Linked DNA regions of Triticum aestivum: region 1 is linked to region 2. A link is a contact called in public Hi-C data. All regions are on one chromosome and are shown on one strand. The core of a region is the stretch at or near the end of the contact, and the rest is flanking DNA. Distances in the headings are between cores, read along the strand shown.

The links. Hi-C and Micro-C count contacts between places; a contact is called where the count stands out from the background.
Region 1: a contact with region 2 is called in a Hi-C map of leaf, with 4 times the contacts expected there. The contact joins the promoter of LOC123164521 here to the promoter of LOC123169947 in region 2. A contact is called at or near these places in 2 of 5 Hi-C or Micro-C datasets (both in leaf).

What each region holds. Positions count from the first base shown.
Region 1 is chr7D:287,593,319-287,598,170 of IWGSC CS RefSeq v2.1, reverse strand. LOC123164521 reads right to left here and starts at 1,699. Exons shown (of 7, transcript XM_044582031.1): 1 at 1,561-1,699; 2 at 851-1,166; 3 at 1-54. The coding sequence starts at 1,046.
Region 2 is chr7D:287,393,061-287,398,060 of IWGSC CS RefSeq v2.1, reverse strand. It overlaps LOC123169947 (short-chain dehydrogenase reductase 4), which reads left to right and starts at 2,669. Exons shown (of 2, transcript XM_044587798.1): 1 at 2,669-4,714; 2 at 4,823-5,000. The coding sequence starts at 4,963.

The DNA of each region.
Region 1 (4,852 bases), core at 450-2,949, 200 kb before region 2:
GGTGAACAAACTGCTGAGTTCCCTTGCACATGCAAGGTGATATTAGCTCATCACCTGCATAAAAATGGAGTCACGTAAAATATGGAAGCTTAGAAATTGTTGACCTGAAATGGACAAACTGTAGCACCCAACCAGTATGTGTTTTCCATATAATAACTACAACCCTAAGTATAAAAAGAAGTATTGGCCTGTTGGCCTAATGTACAGCCTGAAGACTAAACAGTTGAAACAAATTACACTATTAGGTCTACTAAAACATGATCGTGCAAAAATTATACTTATTCCTGCTAGAACTTGAACCAGTTCGTTTAGTGTTAGCTTTAGGCTTCAGACATCGCAATGTGATCATGGACCTCTCTTGTCCTATTTATGATGCAAACCTTCAATTACAGCAAGTGCTGCAAAACAAAACAAAAACTGCTAGCACTACGGGTTCGATTCCCGCCGCTCGCCCGCTTAATTTATCAAAGTACTATGATAAAAGAAGTTTAGTCTAGTTAACTGTTTAACTACTTATATTAAATTAAGTATTAATTAGGTGTACAATTCAATGCTACCCTAATCTACTGGCACACATCCTATGACCTAAGCTTTGCCTATTGGGTTCCATTACAACGCAAAGATCACAAAGAGATTTTGGATTAGTTGAAAGATGTCAAACAACTGAGTACATGTAACCACACACTTTCTTCTACTTGCTGCAGTCAGACAAGAAGCAAAGTAGACATAGACAAAATCATTACCAAATTGAACTAAAGCAATCAAATTGACTCAACAAAAACTGTATCCCCTATACATAGGATGATCATCAACACAACAAAATAGCATCTCCAATGCATAAGATTGTCACCTATCTCCGACTCGGCCTCAAGGCAAATGCGGCAGCATGCGGCATAAGAACCATCGGTCTCCTCATCCTCAATTTCCAGCACAGTCACGGTCGCCGGCTGTGGTGGCGAGAGCTGGGGCAATGAGCCTGACTGATCATTCCTATCGAGGAGAGGGTCTGAATCACTCATGATCGTCTCTTCCTCGCTCCTGTCCATCCGCCGCAGATGTCCTCTAGTCCAGATTTTAGCCAGTACAATAATGTCCGTCGATAGTTTCAATAGCTAGGTAGCGTTTGCATACAACCTCACAAAACAGGTAGAATTGGCATACGGAGTCTGAAATTACACAAAGAAAATTATAATCAGAATGGGAACAGCCTATGGCAATTCCCGGTGGAACCACTAATTCGGTACAAATTCGTGGAAATCTAATTGTATTCCAAACAGTGTGCCTGAAAATCGACCCCCAAAAATCCAATAAATCCCTACCAAAGTGCGTCTCACCGAGACGCATGGCAACATCTCAAATCTCAAGCACTAATTTGGGCACAGGCCGAGACCCCAAGCAAAATCCCCCACCGATCTAGTCGAACAGAATACCGAGAAAAATGTAAAGGGTCAAGAAAAACTCACCACGAGAAAGCCGAATTCCAGATCAAGAAGACCCAGGAGATGAACAAACGATGCTAGAAATCGTCAGCGCAAAGGGAACAAGAAGAAGAAGCCCTACCTAAATCCGCGTTTGCAACTTTCCTCTCACGGGAAGGCTTCGAAGGGGTAAGAGCAACCCGCCGGCCGCAAAACGCGTTTGCAGTTGGCGCAAAACCGCTTTTGCGGGCCGGCTCGGGCTAGCACAGATGCAGACCCCTAAACGGATCCGTAAAAAAGATATATTCATGGAATATATCCTTTTACGGGTCGGCTTTGCAGGGTCTGCTCTTTGCGCTGCTACATCCCGCATATCATCGGCCCGTAAAAATTAAATCCAACATAATTCAACAATCGAAAACAAATTAAATTATTCAACTCAAACATAATACAATAATCACCGTAGCAAACTTAAATAATGCAATACAAAACTTGTCATGAATACAAATACAAATGAATATAAAAAATAGTCACTGTCCAGCCCTTTGCCAACGGTGCTCAATGAGATCCTCCTGAAGTTGAAAGTGTGTGTCTGCATTTTCAATTTCCTTGTATGTCTGAAAAAAAGCTCTAATGCAGTTTGGGTCCCACATTGTCGTAAAAGAATACTAAGTTCATTCCTCTTTCATTTTCAAGAATCATATTGTGCAGGATAACACAGCATGTCATGATGTTCTTCAAGGTTTTCTTATCCAAAAACGAGCAGGACCACGGACAATGGCAAATCTAGATTGCAAAACACCGAATGCTCATTGATAGTACCCCTTTGTGTATTTATGCTCATTGATAGTGTAGTTGCAAGCATGAGCATCACCACTAGCAAGCCTAGCAAATAAATGAGACCGTTGCAACACATTGATATCATTGAGAGTGCCCGGCATACCAAAAAGCAATGCCAAATCCATAAATCCTCGGATGCTACGGCCTCTAGCACAATTGTTGCATCACGAGACTTGCCACAATACATTCTTTGGCAAGTCTTGGGTCAATTTTTCCAATTCCAATGCATACAATCAATGCTACCTAGCATGCCAGGCCAACCTCTCCTCTCATTAGATGCCATCAATTTCTTTGTGTCATCTTCATTGGGTGCCCGAAGATACTCAGGACCAAAGACACGGACGATCACTTTTGCAAGTCTACGCACAGACTCAATTGTGCTATCTTCACCAATGCGAAGATACTCATCGGCATAGTCAGCCGGAACGCCATATGCAATCACACGCATAGCTGTGGAGATTTTTTTTATATGCACTAAATCCCTTTAAGCCCGTGGCATTTCTTCTTTGAGTAAAATACCGACAATTTGCCTCGCAAGCTTGAACAAGTTTCACAAAGAGGGATCGGCGCATTCGGTGCCTTCTCCGGAAGAGGTGCGGAGGGTATGTAGGATTCTCCGCAAAATAGTCTTGCATCAACATCTCGTTCCCAAGATGGCGATTCCGAGGAATGCACAGACGCCCGACAGTTGATCCTCGCCTCCTCTTCCGGTGCTCGTCTTCATGCTCCTTCACGGCAAGCGCCATGACTAATGTTTGCTGCCGAAAGGTCGCAAGCATGATCTCAACATCCGAGTCATCCGAATCGGATGAATCGGAGAGCAAGAACTTCTCGCGCGGGCTCAACTCCATCTACACGCATACCGGCGCGTCAATCAACTACACAGCTCGCAAAATTCACAAAAAAGGACTAACCGGTGCAGGTGATCCCAGGCGGCGATGAGGGGGCGCGCTCGACGGTGGTCGATCCCCGGCGGCGGCGACGAGGGGCGGCTCTTCTAGCCGGATCCGGGGGGCGGGGCAGCGGCTCGGTGCGGGAGGGTGTGAGGCGGCCCCGCGGCGCGATTCCGCACGCAGATATGGACTGAATCGCCGGCGGCGGGCGGGGGCGGAAGCAAGGGCGGGAGGCGGCGGAAGGAGGGGGAAAGCACGCGGGGCTGAAATGTCCCTCCCGCCAACTGCTTCTCTCAGATGCAGGGCACCGCAGCCGCGAGGGGGAAACTCGCGTTTTCCGGGGTTGGGTCGGGATTTTGCCGCGCCCCTTAAATTTTTTTGCAGGCCGGGGCGGGATGCGGGGTCTGGTCGGGCAGGTTTTCCGGCCCGTACCCGCATTTTGGCGTTTATTTTACGAGTCGGGGCGAATGCGGGTCTGCTAGAGTTGCTCTAAGATTCTTCGTTGGAAACAACAAGGAAGCGGACGCGATAGCACCAAACTTGAAGGTCGTAGTGCACAAAGTGGTGGAATTTTCTACGAAACACCTCCCTGAGAAGATATCAAATAACTTTCTTTTCTTTTCTAAATAATAAAGATTGGGCATTTTAGATCTGATTAATATGGAGAAAAACAAAAGCCAGGGCGTAGGATGACCCCTGCAAAATAAAATTATATTAACAAACATACCAATCTTCTTCTTCATCTAATTGTACATTGTCCACCAAAGATTAAAATTGAACTGAACCAACAGTACAGAAAGATGAAACCTACGAACGCTCTGGCCATATCAGGCATTGAACTTTTGAAGACCGCAAAAGCCACTCGCCTTTTGAGACGAGATCTAAAAATCGTTGAAGCAGCATCGGTTGGAGCATCACCCCACACAGAACAAAGCTTGAAATCTGTTACACCCCTCGAATAAGTAATTGTAAATAGATTCATTGCATCCATGCATCATGTTAATTTTTCCTTAAAACTTGAAATGAGGGTGATCAAATCCTAGCACTTTGAAATTCAAATAGGTCCAACAAAAAATTATTGCATTCAATGAACCCAAAATGCTCTTCATTGATATTTGATATTTTTGGCAATGGTTTTGATCCAGGCCAAAAATAATGAACATTTTTAAGCAATAATTTGGACACTGAATTTAAATCATATTGTATTTGAGTTGAAGGTTAAAATTTACCATTAAATATTGGTTGCTCCAAATATTCTGGAATTTGTTGTGTGGCTTGAAAAAATTCAAATATGCCCCACAAAAATTTATAGAATTAACCAAAGTGTTTTGATTTGTAATTTGAATACAAAACAGAATAGCAAATAGAAAACAGAAAAAACTGGAAAAAACAGAGAGTGACTTGCCTGCCCAGCCTAGCCGCCCAACACTGTGGCACCCGGCCTGGCCCAACTTGCCAGTCATCTCCCTCCTCTCGCCAGAAGGACGCCGAGCGCGCACACGCGCCCGTGGCCACCTCCTCTCTCACTGCATGCCTGCCCCTCCCCGATGCGTCTGGACGACGCCACGCACCACCCCAGACCCTCTCGTCCACTCCCTCGTCCTCATCCCCTCCTCTCTCTCTCGCTCTGCACCTCATGCCCGAGCGCCACCATCACCACTGATGTTGTTCGACGCGCCCACCGTAGTTGCCTCGCCTCGA
Region 2 (5,000 bases), core at 1,420-3,919:
ATGTATTTGTACCAAAGTGCTCATACAATATATTGTGATATACAATATATGATGACAACAATACTTATGTTGTTGTTACAACATCATAAATGGACATTAATTATATTGACCACTCAGGAGATTGAAAGACTATTCATAGACTCCAAACATATCGGTTGAGGCATATTCAACCATCACATTCTCCGTGCCCATAGGGTCCCGTCACAAGTGGGGATGTCGGATTGAAGGTTGAAGTAAGATTCAAACCTTTGCCCTTGAGGTTCATTGTATCCCAGAAATTGCTGATACAGAATAACCAGATGTTGAGATCTGAATCTAATGTCTTATGATATATAAGACACTATTTTTCTGTTAGCGGTGTGATCCTGACTAGAGGTGAATCCAGGATTGCACACATTATCCAACGAGGCACAAGAGCGATCAAGATGTCCATGGCCCAGATAGGGCAGTTGTGGCCATTGAGGGCGAATGCCTCAAACTCTATAGCCATATGTTACCTCTATGGGTAAACCAGAGATAATTAATATACAACCAGTAAATTAAAGACCATCGTGGTTGATGTTGTAATGAACTTAGCAAAATCAATGGGTATTTCAAGAAGTTGGCTTGAAACCATTAGTGTGAATCCCAAATTGCTAAGTATGACACCATGAAGATAATATCCAAAATAGATTAGATCTGCAGTATAGGGAGTATAATCTGATTTGATGAAATCAGTAGATGCTCACTCCTGATGCCTTATGTCATGACTTAGTAAAATATGTGGGAGAGCACTTTGTAAAGCAATTATAATGTCGAAACGACAAAATATAGGCTTTATCAATAGTCATCAATAATCTGCGTACGCAGTACATCCATATGACCACCTTGTGATCTCAAGCATCAATTTGAAGAAATCACCTTGAATTTTGCATCCGTATTTGCAAGAAATTAAAAATCTCAATTGCAAATAGACGTATTAATCTCGACATATGGGAATATGGAAATAGATACATCATGTCATGAAATATTCCGGAATACCTTGTACTCAATAGAGAAACAGTACTGGAGAGGTACTGAATTTATCTTTGCAAGAGAAAATTCTCAATTGCAAATAATAGATGTAATTAATCTCAACATGTAAGAAACATGAAGATATATTACATCAACATATTATATGGAATACATAGTACTCAACATATTTACAGTACTGAAATTTAAGTACTGTAATTAACAGTGTCTAAAACAGAGTTTTGTTTTTGAAATTGTCTAAAACAGAGTTAAACTACTGTTAATAGAACAAAATGCGAAATTAATCAAGAAAAATGTAGGATTAATTTGGCAAAATCATCCAGGATTTAAAATGGACCGAAAACACATGGGCCTTCTGGCCCATACGGCCTTACAGGCGGCCCAGCCGCCCACCACCTGGAGTGGATAAGGCAGGCGGAGGAGACGGTTTCGTCCCCCGACCCCTGCTGCCGGCGACCGTCTCGTCGGCGAGGAGCGGGAAAAACCGGCGCGCCGTCATCTACGCTGCGGGGAGCCACGCGGAGGGCGCCGCCGCTCCGCTTGCCTCGGGCGCCGCCTGCGCGGATGCGAGCCAAGGGCCGCGTCGTCGCCTCGGTCTTTCATACCGCGTCACGGTTGTGGGCCGTCCTTGCGGGCGCCGAGGCCGAAGGACGCCGCTGTGTGCGCGCCCGAAGGAGCCGCACCAGACTGCGTCGCCTTGCCTTGCTTTGCTTACGCGCATGGAGCAAGTCACCGACGCCGGAGGGACGAGCCGCCGCGGCGCGCACGCTTCAGGCGTCGCCGGCCGGAAGCCGCGACAATTCCCTCGGGAGGCGAGGCCATGGACGAAGTCGCTCCGCGTCAGATGCGGTGGCCGCGTCGTGCGCCAGGGGGCTTCACCGCGGAGGACGGTCCAGGAGCCGCGGCCTCGGGTGCCTCCGCGCGTCTCCGTGCGGGCATCGACCGCGTCGCGGAGCGTCTGTGAAACAGGTGGTTCCGGTGTCCCGGTCTAGCACGGGGCCAAGGCCAGAGGAAGCTGATGCCATCGCGATGCGACTCGATGTGCGGCAGCGCCCTCGCCGAGGAGTGCGTCGCCAAAAACGCTCTGCCGGGCCGCGCCAGAGCCGGAGTACGGCGCGCACGCGCTGGACGCCTGGCTGCACGCTGGAGGGTGTTGCCTCGCTCGCGCTGTGGCATGCGAGGATGCAGGCCGCTACCAGCCTAAACCGAGCGCCGTCGGCTGTTGTGGTCTGGCGAAGAGCCGACGTCGTCTAGGACGATCCCAGGTAAGAGCCGAAGTGAACGATTCCATGTCGGAAAAACTAACGCCCACACGTGCACATCACCCACGCGCCTCCATCACCACTCATTTTGCCACGTATGAACAGATGACATCAGCAGAAATCTTTTTGGTTTTCGGCTTAAAAATCTTTTATCTCCTAATTAAAAAATTGAATTAAAAATCCGTTTTCACCATTAAATCCGTCTCGATGAGATCTTCAAAACTAGACCACATGTTGATATGTTTCGACGAAAATTTTTTTTGCCCAAAAGTTGCCATGATGTTTACACTGTAGTTGCCATAGTGCTTAAACTAAAGTTGCCATGTGGCAATTTTAGTTTGTAGAGCATGGCAATTTTAGTTTTTTAATGATGGCAATTCCAGTACTTTGACTATGAAAATATTTTTTTTATGAATCTTGGCAATTTTAAGTGCATGTATCATGACAATTTTAGTTTATGGTGCATGGCAAGTCTAATTTCTTAATTCTCCGTTTTATAATATGTCAAAATTTACTTTTAAATGTAGAAGAAAATAGTTGAAACATATCATGGCAACTTCAGTGTAAATATCATGGCAATTCGTGTGCAATAGACATGGCAACTTTTAACCCAAAAAAATTCGAAATATATTGATACGAGATCTAGTTTGAAAGATCTCGTCGCGAGGGATTTAATGGTGAAAACGGATCTTCAATCAGATTTTTCATTTAAGAGATAAAACATTTTATAAACTGAAAATCCAAAAAGATTCCCACATGCATACATGCAGTGACATGGCGTAATCTGTGTGTTATAAGTCGTGTGGGCGGTTTTGGCTCCCACCACACGTGTGGGCGTTAGCGTTGTCCTTCCATGTAGCATTTGCTGTGTGCGGGAAAGAAATCGGAAAGGAAGCACCTTGTTTCTTGTCGATCTTTGATTTCGTTCCTAATCCTTCCCTCGTTCTTGGTATTCTAAAGGCTAACGGCTCCATGGGAGGATAGAATGGGTCCAGGCTGCAAGTGGGACTGAACTTGGACATCCCACCACAACCCACTTAGAAGCAAACTCCGCATTTTGCCGAACTGTAAACTGTGTTTGCAGGTTGCACGGGGGCGCTTATGCAAGTTAAAAAAAGCGGCGGCAGAATAGAAACCGTAAACAAACCCATAATATTTAAAAAAAGTTGTTTCGTGCGAGAAATTTAATCAGCAGCTCGCCGGAGCTCGCTCGCATAGATGGTTCTTCTTCGCATAAGTTCGTACACTCCACATACATACATATTAAAGGTCAGAAATGCTAGACAGGGCCTACGCTACCGCACCACTACAACAAAATTGAGCTCACCGGAGCTCCTGCGGTAGCTGCCCACCGGCGGCGATCAGTCGGAGTTGGAGGAGTCGGAGTCGAGGTCGATGTAGATCTTCGCCTGCTCCGCCTTCATCACGCGCATGTCAGCCTCCTTCGATGCGTGCACCTGCGATGCCGTGACGCCCGTCTCGAAGAAGAGCCGCTCGTACTCGAGCTCGCGCCGGATGCGCTCTTCCATCTCCTCCTGCTCCCTCGCCGACCGCTCAAGGAGCTCCTCCTGCCCCGGGGGAGGTAGTCCTCGGGCCCGATGACGCCTCGGCACGGCGGCGCATCGGGCACGGCCTCCTCCGGCTCCCTCTTCACCGGAACGAGCCGCGAGCTCGATGCGCCCGCGGATGAGCACCCCGCGGACCAGTGGCCGGATGAGCTCCCCACGGACCAGTTGCCGGATGAGCTCCCCACGGACCAGTTGCCGGATGAGCTCCCCACGGACCAGTTGCCGGAGGAGGCGTGGCGGCGACGGGCGAGCTCGAGATCGAAATCCTCGAGCTCGCGGCGGTTGAAGGCCGGCGGCGGCCGGGTACCGCGGTTGAGCCACCGACGTGCCCCCAGCTTGCGCGCGCCATCGGATCTGGCGCGGCGGCGACGCTCCGCCTCATCCCCCAAGTCGTCCATGGCGGTCGAAGGCTCCCCGGCGGCGACAAATCGAGCGGCGCGGTGGGGAATTGGGGGCAAACGCGGCTGCGGGGGGATAGAGTTTCGACCCGCATCTGCCCCGCAAACCCGCAGTTATACTGGCTCGAGGGTAGCGTTTGCGGGCTGCGGCAAAAATATTTACAGGCCGGACACTGATGCGGGCCCTGGTCTGGCCAGAATAATGGGCCGAGCCCGTATAATCGCCGGAATTATGCGGATTCGCGCCGGATGCAGGGTTTGCTAGAGTTGCTCTTATTCCCACCAAGGTTTGGTGGGTGATAACTAACAACCCAATAAATATTAGGTGAATTATCTGGGCATAAGTGGGATCCCACTAAACAAACATACAAATGATGGCTCCTCTTCACTGAATCACACTTCGCACATAGCCCAAGCAGGCAGAGGACTGGACGAGATCAAGCAACATGTTCCGTGCGATGCAGGTCATCCTCAGGTACGATGCATCAAATCGATCTAGCTAGGCTCTGCGTACTGAGTAATGTTTGTGCTAATGGATCAATCACTGGCTCTACATGCTAATATTGATGTCTCTGTGTTGCAGGGGGGGAGTCGTCGTGCTGCGCCGCGGTGGTGGCTGGCCTCATCGGCCAATGCGGCTACTCCACTGCCTTGAGCTCCCAGAGGTTGGCCAGGAAGGTGGCCGTGATCACCGGCGCCGCTAGCGGCATCGGCAAGGCGACAATGGCGGAGTTTGTCAGGAACGGCGCCAAGGTCGTCCT